3 separate regions of the Zea mays genome follow, and all the other regions are linked to region 2. Evidence: chromatin contacts called from public Hi-C data. All regions are on one chromosome and are shown on one strand. The core of a region is the stretch at or near the end of the contact, and the rest is flanking DNA. Distances in the headings are between cores, read along the strand shown.

The links. A called contact is a pair of places that touch in the nucleus more often than the background predicts.
Region 1: a Hi-C map of leaf shows a contact between it and region 2, with 5 times the contacts expected there. The contact joins the promoter of LOC103646418 here to the promoter of LOC100217235 in region 2. A contact is called at or near these places in 3 of 25 Hi-C or Micro-C datasets (bundle sheath, leaf and leaf mesophyll).
Region 3: a contact with region 2 is called in a Hi-C map of leaf, with 8 times the contacts expected there. The contact joins the promoter of LOC100381598 here to the promoter of LOC100217235 in region 2. A contact is called at or near these places in 3 of 25 Hi-C or Micro-C datasets (ear, leaf and tassel).

Annotation. Positions count from the first base shown.
Region 1 is chr2:49,392,052-49,395,250 of Zm-B73-REFERENCE-NAM-5.0, forward strand. LOC103646418 (auxin response factor 9) reads right to left here and starts at 1,836. Exons shown (of 14, transcript XM_008671153.3): 1 at 1,105-1,836; 2 at 280-395; 3 at 82-180. The coding sequence starts at 1,153.
Region 2 is chr2:49,243,089-49,246,306 of Zm-B73-REFERENCE-NAM-5.0, forward strand. It overlaps LOC100217235 (RR1-Corn type-A response regulator), which reads left to right and starts at 1,576. Exons shown (of 6, transcript NM_001143590.1): 1 at 1,576-2,091; 2 at 2,219-2,280; 3 at 3,132-3,209. The coding sequence starts at 1,968.
Region 3 is chr2:49,433,610-49,436,536 of Zm-B73-REFERENCE-NAM-5.0, forward strand. LOC100381598 reads left to right here and starts at 1,358. Exons shown (of 12, transcript NM_001329499.1): 1 at 1,358-1,692; 2 at 2,543-2,689; 3 at 2,776-2,890. The coding sequence starts at 1,483.

The DNA of each region.
Region 1 (3,199 bases), core at 586-3,085, 150 kb after region 2:
GTTCAGTACCCAGACTAACGAATTCCACAGAACACACATGCAAGGAGGTTGCATCAGACAGATTCTAAAAAACACACTGACCCGTAGTTCCACGTTGACTACTCTGCATAGGATCTTGGGTGGTAGATCGAACATCGGTAAGTACTGATCAAGCTGCTGGTGGTGTGCAGACGCCTCGAGCTATAAAAGAAATCATGAACAATTTGAGGAAAAGAAACCCCAAATGCATGTGCAAGCGGAGGCGCCACAGAATACAAGTTTGATCAAACCAGTGAATACCTGCTCCATATGGCCCTGAGGGAAGTAATAGACACGCTCGCCTTGTCTAGGTACTGTGACCAACGGGCCAGCACACGCATGCCACAGCTCCTGGTACAGGGCGTCACTAGGCATTCCTGAATAGAAGCAATTAATTCGCATCGATGTGTCATCAGAGCAAATACAGAACGTACAGAAATAGTTATGTTGCTCTGTTGTATAGTTCTGATTTTTGTAAATACTAATCATGAGCTATCTGAACCATTACGAAGAATACAAAGTTGCAAACTGAACCGGAGTGCATGGATCTACCACGTCAAAATACCCTGTTCGAGAAGCAACAATACTGGTGCTAAACTAGCCACATATAGCAGACACTAAAGTAACAGATCCAGATATGTAATAGGTCCCAGATCCAAAGTTTTTCCCCCATTTGAGAACTTGGTGTGACACGCATGCCTCTGTACAAGGAGAAACGTGGTCAAAATATGAAACCACACTGTCGACGCTTGACAGATAACGATCTAAACGAATCATCGAGAGTTGGCAAGCCAAATATTAAGGAAAATTGTTGGTTCCCCTAAAATCTCCACTTACTGATGCCAACTGAAATCATGAGAATTCCGCGACGTTTCTCCACAGAAATTAGTCAACTACTAAAGTCCACCCAACCAACTCGACCCCATCCAGGCCCCAGTGACTTGAGTGCCTCAGTTTCGCGCAAGCCAATTTTAGCGAAGCCGCAGCGGATTCAAAGAAGGCATAGCTTGCAAGTACAGGGCAGCAGTATAGGAGCGAGAAAATTCAGCAGCTAGACTGCTAGTTGCTAGAGACAGGAATCCGAACCTGGGCCAGCAGCCGCTCCAGGGTTGGGCGCGTCCATCGCCGCGGCCATATCCTCCAAGCCAGACGCCCGAAAAATGGCTAGCGACACAAGCAGCAGCAGGTGGGCAGTCCTGGCGATCCGCTGGTGGCTGGTGCACAAGTGCAGTACTATCCGCGCTGCGGGCGGCTGAGTTCCATGGATCTGCCCCGACGACGCCCGCAGGAACGCGCACAACCAGGCCTCACTGGACCCACCTGCGTGCGTGCTGAGCTCCGGGAGGCCTACGACTGGCCGGGGGAGCTCGCTGGCGCCGCGGGCGAGGGGTCCTGGTCGCCGGGGAAGGGAAGGCGGGCGTGTATGGCGTGGAGGAGACGAGGCGATGCGGCTCGCGTTGTGGCGGGGGAGGTCTGAGCCTGGGCAGGTGGCCTCGGACTTGACCACTCCTCTCCTCTGGCCTCGACAGCGAACGGCGGTCGCGGTCGCGGCGGCAAGGAGGAGGCAAGCAGGCAGCAGCGGAGTGGAGGAGGGGGGAGAGGGGCGCCGAGAGGGACGGGTGCGCGTGTGCGTGGATGGATGGACTGCGCTGCGCGCGGTGGGTGTGTGTGTGGTGTGGGTGGGTGGGGGGTGGCTACATGGGTGGGAACAGGTTGGCGCCCGCGGGCCGCGCCTCGGTTCTTTCCGTAGAAGTAAAAGCTTTCACGGGCGAGTGGCTGGCTACGGATGGCGCCCCCACCCGGACGGCCGGACCACCCACCCAGGCCAAGGCCGATGCACGCATTGCCGTACGCGCGCTGCTCCTGCATCTTCCGTCCTGCCCCCACCCACGGCGCGAGCGCGAATCTTTCCTGCCCGGCCAGCGCTGATACGTACCCGTACGGGCGAGCGTGGAGTGCCCCCACCCACGCGCCCCGTCTCGTGCTGTCACCTCCCCGCGCCCGACGCTGCCCGGACGGGGCCGGCGCGGCGCGGCGTGGGCCATGCCGATCCGGCCTGTCTCCCCGGCGCTTGCCCGCACGGCCTGGCCTGAGCCACGAGGCGGGCGGGCATCGAGCGAGCCTGGGCACGCTCACATGGGCGCGACTGGGGCCTCTCGTTCTCGAGATCGAGCCACAGACAGACAGGACGACGGTACGTACCGACGGGGCCTGGCCGCCCGGGGCCCTGTCTGTGGACTGTGGGCTGTGGCTACTCCACTGACCACGGACCACCGTGCTATATGCTGCTGCTACAACAAGTAGGAGTAGGAAGTAGTACTAGTACTAGGAGCCGTGTATGTAGCCGCTGGTAACAGTAGTAACGACGCAGCATGCGTGGCCGGTGCTGCGCTCGACGACGCGTACCATGGCCGGCAGCGGCAGGCGTCGTCTGCTGCCGGCCGTCAGGCTGCTCAACTGAGCGCCGACCCGCGCCCGCTGGCAGGTAGGCCCGTGCTACGAGCTAGGCCTACTAAATGCCTAGGGCTATAGGTGTACATTCGGGCCGCCTGGCCCGGCCCGGCCCAAGCCCGAAAAGGCCCGTATTGTTTGAATTTCGGGCCGGCTCGGCCCGTTTAAATTTCGGGCCGTGCCGGGCCGGCTCATGGGCCTCGCCCTCGGCCCACGGCCCGGCCCGTAATTGCTTAAACGTGCCAGGCTTATTTCGGGCGGCCCGAAATTATAAAAGCCCGAAATTCAATTTTTGGCCCGAAATTCACATTAGGGCCCGAAATTCAATTTTTGGCCCGAAATTCAGTTTTTGGCCCGAAATTCACATTAGAGCCCTAAATTCAAAAAAATAATAAAACAAAGATAAGACAAATAAATTTGAACAAAATTAAACTTAATATTTGTATTAAAGTTACCACAGCTATGCAATGACTACCTCGTTTATAAATCATTTTGTTAGAATAAAAAAGAGTATAATCAGCTCTATACAAAGTTCATAAGTTCAGTTTATTGTCTAATGTTCATAACAAAATTAAAATTACATCACACACTCTAATTCAAAGATACAAAAAACATCTAACTAGCATTATCTCTAGCTTTGTGTTTTTTTATCAAGTATATGGAAGTGTGGAATGAAGTGTGTTTTAATAAATATATGGGCCTTTTCATGCCTCTATATGGGTCTTTTCGT
Region 2 (3,218 bases), core at 326-2,825:
TCTTGTGTCCCCTCCTAGATGCTTCTTACACCATTTGCATTTTGCTTTCCAAACCCCATTTAACTCAATTCTATCAAACTCTAACCAAACTTTAGATTTTAATTTTGGTCCTGGTTTCCTCTTACTACCAACAGCAACATCATCCTCTATTTTTAACACATCACCTGCTGCAGTTGCTAAATCAGATGGAGGTGCTCCTGCTGCTGCACGTGCACGGGTTCAAGGGCCCGCTGCTGCTTCTGTTTCCACTTGAGATCCAATAGCTGCTCCGGTTGTAGGAGCATGAGAACTACTAGTACCTGGAGTCGACATTTCACTTCACCCTAATATTCTGAAAAAATGCAAAAAGTTAAAGGGACCCTAAGAACTACTAGCTGCATAACTAATCTATACTAATCTATACTGCTATACTTACCTGTCACCAACAGGAGTCACTGAGGGGCCGAGGGGCGAGGCGGCGAGCGGAGGCCGGACGAGGGAGGCCAAGGTCTAAGCCGCCGGCGCCGAGGGAGAGGTTGCGGTGACTGGGTGAGGCCGTGAGGGACGAGCGCCGCCGAGCGGAGGCCGGAGGCGGAGGCAGTCAGGCGCAGGCGCGCCGCGCAGAGCCGCAGACGCGGTGAGTCGGTGACCGAGTGACACGTAGCAGGTGACGGCGTGACGCGCAGAGCCGGAGCCCGGAGACGCGGTCGCGGTCTCGCGGAGTGACGCGCAAACGCGAGGGCGGTGGCCGGTGAGGCGAAGGCGAGCGAGAGCGACTGCGTGCGTTTGTGCTTGTGCGTGGCACTGCGGCAGGCGGCAGCGTGGGTTGGTGGCCGATTGGCGGTGGGCACTACCGCTACGGTGCTAGGGTTTTCAATGTGGGGCTAGGCTGGCTAGTTTCAATTAGTGGGCTGACTCTTTACTACGGGTTTCGGGTCCCCGCAAAAAAACCCACGGGTGAAAATATAGAACCACCCCGAAACCGAATTAATCCGGGTCCCCGAAACCATGGCCCCGCGGGTAAAAATTTAAACCCGCCCCGAACACCGTCGGGTCTAAAACCGCGGGGACCCGACCCGAACCCGCCCCATTGCCAAGCCTATTCAGAGCAGCCTGCTAGAAACAAAGCTGAAACGAATATATCTATAGTGAAGAGTGAAAATATGATGGACTAACTTATTACTCAAACCAAACACCCTATTAGAGTATAGATTATAACTAGTTGAGTTGCAACCATGCATGGCCTTTTTTTTTTGCCATTGTTTCTTTAAAAAGCAGCAAAGGGCACCTAGCCCGAAGTCGGATTTTATTGCCGCATAATCTTTCTGGCGATCAAGAAAGAGAAGGGGCGAAAATGATGAGACGGAAAAAAAGGTTGGAGGGATGAAGAAAAAGAGCCGAAGGTTGAGGGGACTAGGAGGGAGGGTGGTGTGTGGAGAGATTCCCCGACAGCAAAATCTAGAGGGGAAAGCAATTCCCGTGCCCCGCCAGCCACCCTTGCTGCGGGACCCACTGGGCGAGCGTGTGGGGCCCGCGCGCCTCCCCTTCGTTCTCTTCTTTCGTTCTTCAGACAGTGTCTCCCTAGTCCCTCCCTCTCTTCCCGCTCTCCTCCTTCATCAGTCATCACACACGCCTGCGGCCTGCCTGCCTGCCTGCCTGAGTCCTGACACCATACTATACCTCCACCTCCCCGGCCCTGTCCTACTAGCCGTCAGAGGTTTGCCGCCTCCTCGCTCCTCGTCTTCATCACCCCCTCTCTCTCTCTTCCTTCGTCCTCGACCTGTGGCCACCTGTGGCGTCACGCTTTATAAGAGCACGCGGCCGGCAACCATCTCCCTTGCCACCCACAAGTAGAGAAGAATCTTTTGTTGCTGACGCCTGAGACGCTGGCACTGCCGCCGCGCCGTCTGGAGAGAAAGAGCAGAGGGACACTGAAGCAGAGGAGCCGAGGGGTAGCGACGAGAGACGAGCGAGAGCGGCCGACGGAGATGGAAGCAGGAGGAGCAGGAGCGGAGGGGGTGATGAGGGTGCTGCTGGTGGACGACTCCCCCGTCGACCGCCGCGTGGCGCAGCTGCTCCTCAGCAGCAACTCCTGCGCCGGCTCATTCCACGGTCAGCCACATCTCCTGTGAGCTGAGCTCACACAGCCACACCTCCTCCCAATTTTCTTTCTTATCGATTCTTTCGCCGTGTTTTAGAATCAAATTCTAAACAGCTCGTGTAACAATGTTTCATCCAGTCATCGCCGTCGACAGCGCCAAGAAGGCGATGGAGTTCCTCGGCCTCAAGGACGGCGGCAAGGTAACCAGAGCCGAACCACCTGCCTCTGCCTCCCTCCTCGATGCTCATTTCAGAGTCAGAGACCATCCGCCGAGCTTTGCCTGAAGGCGGATACGTACACCAGCGCAGGATTAGTAGTAGAATTAGCAAACCGATCACACAGAGAGGGTGCTCCAGCTGGAGCTGACACAGAGAGGGTGCTCAAGGACGGCGGGTACTCCAGTTGGAGCTCACACAGAGAGGGTGCATGGCAGCATGGGCTCCTGCACCACCTGCCGGCCCAGCGCCGCCGGCCGCGCCGTACCGTACGGCCCACGCGTCCGTCTGCCGTCTGCGCATGCGCGCGTGACGGCTTCTGTTCTCCGCCCCCCTTTTGGAAGCAAAAGGTCGCCGCTTTTCATGGCGGTAAAGCAAAAGAAAAAAAACCTGCCGTGCCGTCCGTCTTACGCCCACAGCCCACACTCCCACATGCTCTCACTGGCTCACTGCTGCTGCCTCTCCACAGAGCTGCGTTTTTGTTTATATAGTGCTGCTGCTGCCCTAATACTAGTGAGCTAATATAGAATGCTTTATGACAGTGTTACGGCCGCATTAGAGGCAGCGGCAGTGGTTAAATATGAGTCTTGATTTTGGCATGTCCTGTAAAAGCTCAGCACGGGATGGGGAGAGCGTAGCAGGGAACTAGGGACAGTATGGTGCCTACACTCTGGGCTCCTTTACTTTACCTTTCCTTTTCTTTTTCTTTCAGGGCTCCCTTTTTTTTACCTTAAATTTCTGTGCCTCAAACAGTTCAGTTCTTTCTTTATTTATTTATTTATTATTACCACCTTATTAAAAATGTTGAGCTAAGCCAAACTTGCGACACTTTGCAGGAGCAGGCCATCGACATGGTGCTCACGGACTACTGCATGCCAGAGATGACCGGCTACGACCTGCTCAAGGCCATCAAGGTACTTTTG
Region 3 (2,927 bases), core at 108-2,607, 190 kb after region 2:
AAAACAAAAGATGGTGCCTGTCTTCCTAATGTGATGAATCGCATGTCCTTTTTTGTGATGATGATTCGATCCCATACATTTTATATTTATGTTTCTACTAAGGTGCATCCAATTTAGCCAAGATACGATATTCTGTAGCATAAGGTAAGATGTACACATTTTTGCACTACCTGTTGTTATATACATAAGGATATGTATAATTGTTCAGGCAACCATAATCTTTAAGACAATACCGTGTTAACCAGATACTCTATAGTAATAGACAAGCGACTATGTGAATATAGTAGTCTAAAGAGTATTCAATTGTTGAATGATATGTGTTCATATGTAATACAATAGACGATACCTCTATAGTGCGAAAGTTGTCTAAGGGCTAGTTTAGAAACCTAATTTTTTCCAAGGGTTTTATATCTTTCAAGAGAAATTAGTTATTTTTTACTGGAAAAATAGAGTTTCCAAACTAACACTAAGAAAGTTTTTTCTCATACTTACTAGACGATGTCTTTGTAATTTTCTTTCAGGTTAGATAAAATTATACGTGATACCTCTCCTAAACTATTAATATCACCTAAACCTCTATACACGCCATAAAGGGTGCTACCGAGTGAGGAGGCAAACATTGGAACATTAATCTTAATGTACTTTCTCTGTTCCAAATATCGTTCACGCTTTTTGAGAAGTAAATATTTTTAACTTTGACCAAATATATACTCTCTACTTGACTTTTCCCCAAAATTGTAATCATTCGGCTTACTAAAAAACATGACATATCATTTATTTTGTTATAATTTATTTTATCAAGCGTGACTTAACATTTTACATTTCAAATAAAATGAGTGATTAATCTTTTGAAAAAATCAACCGCGTAATATACTTGTGAATAGATGGAGTATAAAACATTAATATTTATAATATATAACTAGTAGATAGACCGTTGAATTTAATTTTATAATAAACTTATTTTTAGATACAAATATTGCTAATTAATTTAAGAAAGTTTTACCGGTATAAATACCATAGCTACACTTATTTTCTCTGTATGTAATAATGTCACTTCAATTATTTTTATTTATTCGAGTCGGCAATACTTTGCTTTTCAGGAGCTGCCACTGCCACAGTGGTACGTGTACGTCTAGCATTTTGCTTCCCATCAGGATGGCCACATGCCTCGTTATGCAAATCCCAGCTGCAGCACATATTGTGCTTCCATCTCTAACAGGCCCCGAAGTCCTCAAGAATTACTCCAAAGCACAAAGCCAATCGGCAACGGGCCAACCGCTGGCAGCACAAACAGAACAGGGAGTCAATTACGGAACAACTGACGCCCTTATCTGTAAAATCAGATGTAAAGTAACGCAAAACCGCCCCCGGTTAAAAATTCCGAACGCATCACGCAATCGAGAAAAACACAAACCGAAAAACCTCCTCTACAGTCCCATCTAGGCGCCCCTCCTCGGCTCCGATCCAGTTTCGCCGGCGGCCATGTCGCAGCCGGCGGCGACGGTGGCCGCGGCGGCGCAGCCGCAGGGTCGCGGCCCCGCGGGGCGCCAGGGCGGCCTGGGGCAGAGCATCGCAGGCATCGTGCGGATGGCGGTGTTCTGGTACTTTGCGTCCAAGTTCTTCGGGCCCAAGCGCCCACCCGCGGACCCCGGGATGCTCATGTCCAACCTCTTCCAGAAGGGCGAGCCAATGGTGAGAACGTCCTCGGCCATCTTGCGAGATTTCGGTTCGAAGATGCGTCTTAGGTCGATCGCGGCTTGCTCGTCAGTGGGTTTAGGTTCTGTAGTGCGGGTAGTTTGGTTATGTTTGTTCTGATGTCAAGGTAATTTTAGGATTTAATTGTCTGACCTTTCCTTTGGTTGCTGTGATCCGGAAGCTGTAGTTGTTAGGGGCACTCATGGGTGCTGTTCGCAAGAGGAATTGACTACTTAGCGGACGCAGAAGCGTTTGTTTTTACTTGTTCGAGTGCAAGGGAGATATTTTCAGGCCTAGTGATCACCTCATATTGGTGTTCTGCATCACCAACATTCCTTTTATTGTGATAAAAAAGGATAGCGCTTTGGGTGTGTTAATTGGATCTCAGGAGGCTAAGCTGATTGTTGCTAATGATTTTTTCAGAAATAGTATAAACCCTAGAAGTTTTGTGAACTTTGGTCATGACATGCTGCTGCTGAATTCAGCAAGTTGTGTGAACATGTAGGTGCAGTGCTATTGGTGACTTTATGTTTAGAACTTTTGTAGTGTTTAAGCTAGGGTTTTGACTTTTGAATAATCTATTTGGGACAGAGGAGGGGTTGTTCGTTATGTTTATGCTGGAATGGAAATATCTCCTAGTTGTTTAGATTAGGTTTGGTGTGTTCAAGGTTGGCTGTTGGATTCAGTTTTCAAACTCTGTAATTGTACCATGTGGATTTTGTTGCTGTAGTATCAGCATATTCGACAAAATGTATAGTGCAGAGTTCATTCGTTAGGCCTTCCCTGGGCCAGTAGCCATTTTTGAATTTCTATAAACACCAAGTGCATTGTGGCTATTTTGCTGCAGGATATGTGGATGTATTTGTCAGAGAACGAGAAGTTCAACGATTTTGCTAATGAGGATGCACTTATTTGGCACGAGGCAAACATACCATATGCAGTCTGGGGACCTACCAGTACTAGAACACGGTCATTAACGTACTATCCGTCAGAGGTAGGCTACTAACTGCAGTAACATTAAACATTATTTCATGCATTTATGGTCTATTTCTTTTAAATTTTGTGTATGTACTGTTACAGGCTCTCAAGCATAATGGCTCTTTGTATGCTCATGTTTACTTCGCCCGTTCGGGTTATCCTGTGGACCCTACAGATCCAGAATATGAGCAGAAATCTTCGTTTGGGAGGACCCATCGTATGTATTATTGTTTTCCAGCATGATCTTCCTTTAT